2 separate regions of the Mus musculus genome follow, and region 1 is linked to region 2. A link is a contact called in public Hi-C data. All regions are on one chromosome and are shown on one strand. The core of a region is the stretch at or near the end of the contact, and the rest is flanking DNA. Distances in the headings are between cores, read along the strand shown. Region 1 has its middle 12 kb from the start of Gm29461. Region 2 holds the start of B230216N24Rik (RIKEN cDNA B230216N24 gene).

Region 1 (5,151 bases), core at 460-2,959, 110 kb before region 2:
GATAGATAGATAGATAGATAGATAGATAGATATGGATGATAGATAGATAGATAGATAGATAGATAGATAGATAGAGATAAATAGATGCCTAGATACACGTAGATACATAGATGACAAATATCATACTCTGAACATATACCCAAGACTATGTGTTGGAAACCTAACCCCCAAATAAGTATTCAGAAATAAGACCCAATGGGAAATAAGACCCATCGACTCTGGCCCCTTAATGGACCAGTGCTGCTGTAAAAAAAAAAAAAAAAAAAAAAATTGTAGAAGTGTGTCTTCACTTTTCTGCTTTTCTGCCAGACAGAGAAAGGTTTCTCCATCTGTTGTTCTTCCCTTTTCAGCCTAGTGAGGATACCGTGAAACAGCCCACACCAAGTGTCAGTAACTTGGTCTTGGTCTTCCCAAACTTCATAACTATGAGGTTACTTTTGTTCTTTATAAATTACCTAGCTTGGCGTACTCCATCATGGTGACACAAAATTAACTAAGACAATATATTGATAGACATGGAAATACATAGATGGTAGTATACATGTATAAATATATTACTGTCTTCTTGTACTACCATAGCCAGATACCACAAGGTGTCTTTAAGTAATAACCACTTTTTTCTCACTATTCTAACTAGAAGTTGAAGATCAAGGTGCCATCGGACTGCATGCAAACTCTCGTCCTAACTGACGTACCTTTCTTATATCTTCATGTGGCTTCTTCTCTGTGAAAGACAGAGAAGAACTCTCTAGTTTCCCTTTTTTTTTTTCCTCAGGGCTATGGGATGTAGAGTCCACATTGTGACCTCATTTAACCTTAGTAATCCCTGCAAAAGGAAGTCTCCAAGCACAGTCATACTGGGGGTCAGAGCTTCAACATATCAATTTGAAAGGATACAATTCAGTTTATTACAATGTATACCAGCATATCTCTATTTAAGCATCTACATACATATGTATGATAGAACACTTACATAGCATATACATGCCCTCTTCCCAGCACCACAAAAGGAGTAAGGGACTACCTAAACATAATGACTCGCTGGCTACAGTGATCCAGTATGAGGGTGAACCCATTAAATCTCTAGGTCTAAGCTACTAGTTGCAGCTCCATTGATGGGCAGTAGCTTTATTGCTCTTGGGAAAGCATTGATTTCACTTTGACTGTTGTTAATTAACTCCAAAGAAATAAATCTTTTCTGTGTGTTTGTCTGAGAACTAATTTTAGGAAAGAGCTCTGACTCAAATGGCTGACAAGGAGTATAATTGGGGTGTACCTCCCGAAAGGAGATTGGGACAAAATCTACCTATTGAGCAGCCTGAACCAGTTGTGTGCAGTGTGTGGTGACTAATAAATTCATCTAGTAATTCTGAGGAGAAACAAATGTGCCTCGTCTTGGCTTCCTCTAGCACAAAATGAATAGTGCAGTGACCTCTGTCTTGCTCACCAACCTTCTCCCTGATTACTTGCCTGGATGGCTGCATGGCTAAATAACTTTTGTCCAATTTGGAACTTAGCTTCTAGACTAATTGGCTTACACTTGTCAGGAATGAGGCGAACTGGCCATCTTCAAGCTTTTATTTGACATGATCTTTTGTATTACAGACCAAGCAAGGCTCATGGGTTTCTTCCAGCTACATTTTAGAAAATATCACTTGAATACTTGAAATGTCTTTCTTCTACTCCCCACACTCTACCCACCCCTGCCTTGTTCACACACACTCTTTTGTGCTTTGGGTAATGATGATTCTAAAATGTGTTAAATATTCCTTTGAAAAGAATCTGGAGAATTTTCCAGTTGGAAAGCACATGAAATTTACAGTGCCAACGAGGAAAGTACAACAGAGAGAGAGAGAGAGCTCCAGCGCTTACTCTGAATTACCCGGTTAGTTAGCATCAGATGAAAACCTGAGACGTGGACAGCTAAACTCCTAGTCTTAACAATTTATACTAAAAACAATTGCATTTAAATGTTCTTTCCTGCATTAGAAATCCAGAGACTTGTGTTACATGTCCATTACTAGATATACTCTGAGAGATGCTGTGTACAGTGGAGCAAGGGCTCTTTTTTCATTGTAGAGTGAGAGACAGTCTTCTTACCCATTTGAAAGTGATTTACAGACTGACAGTCTAGGCTGTGAATCAGTGACAGCCACAAAGCATATTCAAAAGGGTTTTTGTTTTGTTGTTGCATGTTTTTTTATATATCCCAGGAACAGATTTAGTAGACCCAATCTTTTTTTTTTTCCATTTTTTATTAGGTATTTAACTCATTTACATTTCCAATGCTATACCAAAAGTCCCCCATATCCACCCACCCCCACTCCCCTGCCCACCCACTCTCCCTTTTTCCCCAATCTTTATACTAGGTATTTTTTAATGGAATGAATTATAATACACAGAGAAAAACAGTCAGAGATAGTAAAATGAGATATACACAGTTATGACATCCTGCCCTCCCCCAAAGAGGGATGTCATAATTGCATCTAGAAGTTACAGTTTTAATGGATTTAAATCTCAAATTTTATGATCTTGATCAACTTAATGAGAAACAGGAAAATAAGGTTATAAACAACTCTAACATGTTGAGTTTTGACAGGCACTGTTTCAAGCCTTAGATTTAATCTGACTTTCAGAAAAGAAAGTGATACAGCTAACATCTTTTTTTTATTATTAAATGTTTTCTATGCAATACTTGAATCTGTGGGAAGGAAAAGGTAATATAAGACATATATGAAAGCCTTAGAGAAGAAGTCAATTTTCTGTATGAGTAAGGATTCAGGGATACCTAAAAATACAATATAGCTCAAAGTTGCTGGATTAATTAAAATGAAAATTTACTGATTTGTAAGTCAGAGCACATTCTACAGCTCAGATGATGTCACCATCACTTGATCTCTGCATCATTTTGGTCTGTTTTCCTCTGTGTGGGCAGATGCTTCCTGGAGGGCTAAAGAAAATCACCCACATCTTCAACACCTCCAGCTTAGATGTCAGGAACCTACCAAAGAGAAAAGTTTACTATTCCACTCATTATAAGGCTTCCCTGACTCCTGACATTTCAATACACCAAATGAGGTTCTTTGACAATCACTACAACAATGGTCCTGGGCGATGATTCACCATAACTGAGTCCCACGATGATTGCTAATGTTAGCCATCCTTCAAAAAAAAAATAAAAGTGTCTGTCTGTTATTATCAAAAAGAGAAATGACAATGAAAAAGAAAGGCCATCATTGCTATGACATTCTAAAATATGTGATAAATAAGAAAAGCAAGACAGACATCACAAAATAGAACTGAAGGTTATGTTGCAGAAAGTTTTGCTGGAACTAAAAGCACGTAGGAGGGAAAGAGAGCATTGAGATATGTATAAAAGGCATTCTTATGTGCACATTGAATGTCCTTGTGTGGTGCAGGAGAAAAGAGATAGGACTTTATTCTGTCCAAAGCTTTTTCTCCATTGCTGGACTGCATAAAAAGGAAAAGATCTCATCACATTGATGCTACATCCACTCCAGTAGTGACACACACAACAGGCCCCGAAAACCTGGGCGCTGTCCCGAGGCGAAAAGTTCATGGAAACTTAGTCTCCTGGAATTGTGGCATCCTGTATAAAGAATGATCCAATGTCCTTGCTTTAGTTGGTAAATGGATCTGTGTGCTTTCCCTTAATATTGCTTTATTACAAGTGCTCCTAAGGATTGATATTTTGACATATAGCTAAGTTAGATTCTAGGCAGTCCTTGATCCGACCTTGGGCATGGATAGCTAAGTCACTGACCTACACAGAAATATACCATTATCTAGGAAGAAGGAAGTTTGTGACCTTTAAGAGGAACCAGAGTAGATACTTAGAACTATAGATATCTGAGTTACACCCATACACAAGTATTTACAATGGCCTAGGGGGAAGGTGGACTATACAGTAGACTAGAATAGGATCTATGGCAAGGGCACGAAGCCCATGCCCCTGGCTTCTAAGATTAAGTGGACCTTAGGTGGAGCTGTTTTTGATCCCAGTTGTTAACATTGAATTTTATCCCAGTTGGTTCCTGCCAGTTCTTCCGTGTTTGCATTCCTCTGTTTTGTGTAAGAATCCAGTAACCTCTTTGTACCTTGTCGGTGTGTCACCCAACTTCCCTATTTTCTTCTGTATAAAAAGTTTGATGCTCGATTTGACAAATTACATTCAGATCCACAGTCCCTTGTGTCGAGTCTGTCTGTCAATTCCCATCGACTCCTTGCCCACCTGCGACTAGAGCCATGTTCCATGCAGACAAGGGACCAAGAAGGTCTGCAGCACATTGATATCTACAGGAAATAAGCAAGTTGAATGTAGTGAAAGAATGCAGAATCAATCCAAAGTACTAACCTGTTGGTTAGCAATGCTATACAAACACGTATTAATATAAAGCAGATTTACAGTCAACCACAATGCAAAATTGACCATAATATATAATAGAAGACAGTTGGGAGTTCTGGAGAGGAATGGGAAGAGCTTACTAAAGAGGGGCAGAAGTCAAAAAGCTAGGCCTTGTGGGATAAATGGCATCTGACTTAGGTCATAAAAGATGGGGAGTGTCTTGACAAGAAAGATCATGGGTGTGGTGTGTGGTGTGTGCTAAGAGAAAGTGGGCTACAATAGGAATTTATCTGGGCATCCGTAAGATGCCTGGAGAAATTACAGAAGCTAACATCCCACATGTAGTTGGTGAACAGAATGCACAGAGACACAATGAGTGGTTAAAATTCTTCAGTCAAGGGGCAATTGAAGCAGATATTCTAATGCCTTCAGAGGCCTGTCGTCACAGCTGTCTACAAGAGGAGCAGTTTTACATTCAGTGTGGGACACAGGAGGAAGGCAACCAGAAACAAGGAATTCCACCTGGAGTTCACAGCAATAATATTTTGCCATGGCATCAGTGGAAATAAGGAAGTAATAAAGCAGAGAAGCAGAAGAAAGAGTGCTTTAAAGGCAGAATCTGTAGACCTGTCAATCACTGGCTGTGAGAACCAGAGAGGAAGTAGGAAAGATACAGCACCCTAACAGATGTCAGGAGTATTAGTGACACCATTAACAAAACCAGGTGTCACCAAACAGGGACAGTGTTCGCATTTATGTGTGCTTTGAGTGTGTTACTCAAAGAG
Region 2 (4,838 bases), core at 473-2,972:
AGTGTATATGGTGTGTACATGCACATGAGCACGTGTGCATGCTATAGCATGCATGTGAAAGCAAGGAAGCAAGATAACAGTTTTCAGGAGTTGGCTCTCTCCTTCCACCATACAGGTCTGGGATGCTCAGGTTGTCAGAGCTCAGTATCAAGCAACAGACTTGACCAGCCATCTCCTTGGCTCTCAGTAGTACTCCTGCTTACCTACCATCTTGCTGAACTTGGTCTGTTTTGCTTTTCAAACAGGATCTCAGAAAGCACAGATGAAAGAACGGAAGCTTGATTGGAAAGCTCTCTCTCGTTAACTGACTTAATGGCATGCTATGTTTTCCTGAGACTACATGTTACAATTCTGCTCTCATTTTTTCTCAAGCTCTACAGGAGTGAGAACCCCCCAACTTGTCAATTAGGTTCAAAAAAAACCTCTATATTTTTTTCAGATTGGAAATTGGTACTGTTCTATTCCATTTACTGTTTTTGAAGCCACTGGTCTGGTTAGACATTTGTAAACTGTTTACTTACAAAGGAAACATTAAGAGGCAGGCGTGGCATCATCTAAATTGAAATAGAGATAATAATAGTGCCTTTGAAAGAGCTAAGATCTAAGTATATAGTACAGAGTGACAACCTTCAGTTTATATTGTGCTGTGACTGTCTTAAGGAAGACCTGCCCACTTTCTTGCTTATCCTTACAATTGCAGTAGTTACAATAAAAATTAGATCCCGGTATTGTTGAAAAACATGTCAATCAAATATGCACGGGAGAGAAAACAATAGTTTTCATACTACAGATGATAAATTATATACTTATTAAAGTGTTGCAACCGATCAGATAAGCAGAGGATATCATTATAGCCTCAGTTTGACGCTGGCACATGGTTATTTTCAGCAATTACTCTAAACCTGGTGTTGTTAAAAGGGCTTGTGTTCTCTTCAGCATGGGTGGCAGAGGCAAGGAAGAACAAAGAGTTCAAAGGAAAGCTTTATGTTCTGTGTGGCTTTCCAGGGAAGGGCATCATTACAATAGAATTTATTCTGCCTTTGACACAGACGACTTCACCAAGAAAACTGTAGCATCAAGTCCTGCTTTCCTGGCTGATTTTATCAGGGTGTAATAACTAGCCATTTCCCTGGAGGTGTTTTCTGCATAAGTGACCTGTTGGCAAGGATTTAGTGGAGCTCAGAGATTAATGGACCCACAGCTGCCACCTTCCAGAGAAATAAATAGAAAGAATCAGTTGTCATTGTTATCAGCATGCAGACATCCTAAGGCACAGATGTGGGCTTTCTTTTCAAAGTGAATCAAGCATTCACTCTCAAGGAAAAGGATATTTGTAATGCAATAATATTAATGCTTGTTAAGTGAGAGAATTATATATGAAGCTAGACTTCTGTTACCTCGGAGCATTGGGTATTGACCTATGCCTTCCTTAGAGCTCTGTGTGTGAAAAGGATGTTGCCAATGGAACGGTGTAATGACATTTGCCATTAAGAAGTCATGCTGAAATTAGTAATTCCAGAATTCACTGAGTTCTTCTGCTCTGCGTCACAGTTGCTGCCTCTGTGACAACCTTCCTTTCCTACTTAGCAAATCCAAGCCTGGTCGCTTGAGCCCCAGGAAGTTGTTAAAGCAATTAAAGGCGGCTGTCTCCCAGCACATTGCTCCGTTACCATAGTAGCCTCTGCCTCCAAGTCTCTCCTGATGATGTCAGTATGCATACACGGGTTGCTCAGAGCATCTACGTGGGGATGATTCATCCCACAATAAAGCCCCTCTCCTGTTGCTCTCCTGCCAGTGTGATTAGCAATGGAGGGTAAGTGCTTTGTTTAATATACTATTATAAGAATTACCAAATGTCTCTATTATTTTGCTTTAGGTTTCTTGTGTTCTAAAATATACTTCTAACTGAAACATAATATATAGGAACAAGCTATAAATCTGTTGTCGGGGATTGGCTAAAATTTTCCTATATATTATGTGTATGTGTGCATATGTGTGTTCACATGTAGGGGTGGGCTTATAAAAATCACTGTGAATGCACAATGTAATACCTCTTACCCCCTGATAAGCGAAACCAGCATGCACACTATAGCTTTCCTTTTAAACTGTTTGCATTCCATAAAAAAAAAAAAAACTTAACATATTTTTTACAGGTGTCATAGGGCAGCTAAGGCTCTTAGAAAGTATGTGAATTATACATTTTTTTACTGATATTTTATCCATCTTAAGTGATAATAACAGGATATGGGAAGGTATTGTCGGAAGTTCAGTGTCTACTGACAGTCATAATTGCATACTTCAATCCTACTTCCATATGTTTCTAATATTGCAGAGGAGTGAACTTGGTGCTTGATGAAATACTTACGTATGCCTCCCTTCCTGAGGCTGAGCATTTGTCTTCACATCTCTGCAAAGAGGACTGTGCAGTCTCTTATGGTGTCAGGGGGAGAGCTATGAGTGAAGAGTCCCTTCTGGAAGTTAGTTTTCTGTTTCAGCTTTTCTCCCCCAAACTGTCTCATCAAGAAATCCATAGACCTCTCTTCTCCATCACCACACCACGCATTCTGCCTGTGGTTCCTTCCCTGGATCCCCAGTAAACAATTTCAGTACATCTGGTAGTGAGCTTTAAGGAGAGTAGAAAAGGGTGATTTCTAACTGTTAGTAAATAGCTTCGCGAGAGGACAGGGGCTTGAGAATGGCTCGTACAGAGACTACCCATCCTTCAGGAAGCTGAACCTTTGTTCTGTATAGAAGTCAGGCGCATGGCTTAGTTGACAGGGACAAGAAGTGGTTTAGACTGTTTATTTCTAGAGTCTTGTATTTTTAGAATACCGTGGAATATGGTCTATATAATTTGTTTCTGGGAAATTATGTTAATGGAACATTAATGCTAGATGTAGGTTTCTATAAAGAGTAAGTAAGAAATAATGGTTGTAAGAGTATAAAGCCATACTAAAAGTTACATTCAGCTCCTTGGAACTGAAGGATGTGTCATATGTATCATAAGTGTTTATTCTTTGAATTTTCCCAGTCTTGAAACTATATTAAAACAGTGTTAAATTATACTTGCCCTTGTGTTTAATAAGTTATTCATTAATTGCTATTAGAAACTGATTCTCATAAGTAGAAGCAAATTCATCTACATTACAGTAGAGTAAATGTTGAAGAAATTGACTCAACCTAAACTGATACCATACTTGTAAAATCTCTTATTGAAATACACTCATAATGCTTGTGTTAGAAATAAAACTAATACGCTTCATGCTAAATTTTATCTTATTTTTTTCTGCTCATGTTTGCAGCAATACAACCTAATTCATTAGCTAACTGAATTCACAGTTTAAAATATATATTCAGTTTCAACTTTAAAAGTTGAAAATAGTCATTTTCCAACTTGACCGTGCTAGCCATACTCTGGGGAAAATACACTTCAGGAGTCCAGCCTTCTTCCTGTTTGAGTTAGAAGCAGTCCCAGGCTATTCAGGAAGAGTGATCTTTAAAATTGCCTTAGGAGAGGGTCTCTTTTATTTTCGTGTCATAATGAAAGTTTTAAGTTTAACAGTTACATTTGTTCTTGCTGAAGCGTGGAGATGCCAAGTCTAAAGACTTGACAGCTTGAGGTAAATGAGATATGCATGAGACATGGCAGAAAGATGATTATGTCGGCTCTCACAAGACAGATAACTGGAAGAAAATCCAAAAAAAAAAAAAATTCCAGGACATTGTATGGAGAAAATAGATGTGTAAATAAACATCTAGAGAAGACTGAAAGCTCATGTTGGGAGGAGTCAGAAAAGCACCTTCTAAGACATCATGTCCCCAACGTCTAACCTAGGTTCTAGGTTTTATATGGCACCATCTGTTCTCAGGAACATATGATCCCCAGGTTAGAACAGGACCATATTTCTCTGGTCAGTGTCTAGCCCTCCCCCTAAAAGAAGTGATCTATGTAGCATGACTGAGGTGGTCATCTAGTCTCCCGTCATTTGCTCTACCCAGTTACTACAGGACTTACAGCTTACAGGGCACTCATGTCTCACCTTAGAGTTCTGTTGGTTACAAGTCAACACAATTGAGGAAATTTTTTTCCAGGAGGCTCTGAGGAAGAATCAAGTTCCATGCCCTCACAGCTTCCAAGGCTTTGCCGGGTCATAGCCTCCCTTCCCCATTGTCAAAGCAAGCAAGAGAGGACAGATCTTTGCACTGCTATCTTTCTGCTTCTCCATAGCCAAGAAAAAAAAAAAGCTTTCTGTTTTGAAAGATGTGTGATATCCCCTAACTTGGGTCCACTTGTATAACCCAGGACAGCCTAACCATGTTGACGCCTTTAACCTCAGCCACTTGCATGGTCATTATATAGCCAACATAGCATATTCAGAGACTCCAAAGTTTAGGGCATCAGCATCTTTGTGAGCCATTATTCGGCCTACTTCAGAAGCATAACATTAAGCTCACAAATCTGATATTTTTTATATAAAGCTGTGCCAATAGAGAACACGAAATTCTGACCTAATTCACTGAATGCCGACCTCCTGAAGGATAATAAAATTCCTCAAGATAAATAGTCAGGGGAAACTGAATTAGAAAGAAATGTTTCACCAACTCCAGTGTTCAAAACCCTATGTCACATAGGTGAGGTCTATAAAGTGACACTCTTCTCACTTTCATATTTTTATTGAGAGGCTAACATCAGATCGAGTTAATTAAACAAGGATGATTAGAGACTACAAAATTCTATTACTTAAGTCATATGTGGATGAGCCTGGGTGTATTTTTAGAATCTGAAGGGTAATGGCTGGGCCACTGGAGACCCAAATATGAGAACTAATAATCCTAAG

Evidence for each region. A called contact is a pair of places that touch in the nucleus more often than the background predicts.
Region 1: a contact with region 2 is called in a Hi-C map of cortical neurons, with 3 times the contacts expected there. The contact joins the enhancer-like site here to the promoter of B230216N24Rik in region 2. A contact is called at or near these places in 3 of 39 promoter capture datasets (liver and neutrophils) and 4 of 484 Hi-C or Micro-C datasets (the N1E-115 cell line, cortical neurons and neural progenitor cells).

The regions. Positions count from the first base shown.
Region 1 is chr1:98,159,014-98,164,164 of GRCm38.p6, reverse strand. No RefSeq gene overlaps it. Among named protein-coding and RNA genes, the nearest start is that of Gm29461, 12 kb to the left of the region's middle. Within about 2 kb of position 1,709, at least 7 of the 459 cell types and tissues checked have an H3K27ac peak or open chromatin away from gene starts, as enhancers often do. A contact at or near this core is called in the N1E-115 cell line and cortical neurons, where this site is marked.
Region 2 is chr1:98,044,677-98,049,514 of GRCm38.p6, reverse strand. It overlaps B230216N24Rik (RIKEN cDNA B230216N24 gene), which reads left to right and starts at 1,722. Exons shown (of 3, transcript NR_037993.1): 1 at 1,722-1,813. All of the region lies in intron 1 of Pam (peptidylglycine alpha-amidating monooxygenase), which reads left to right.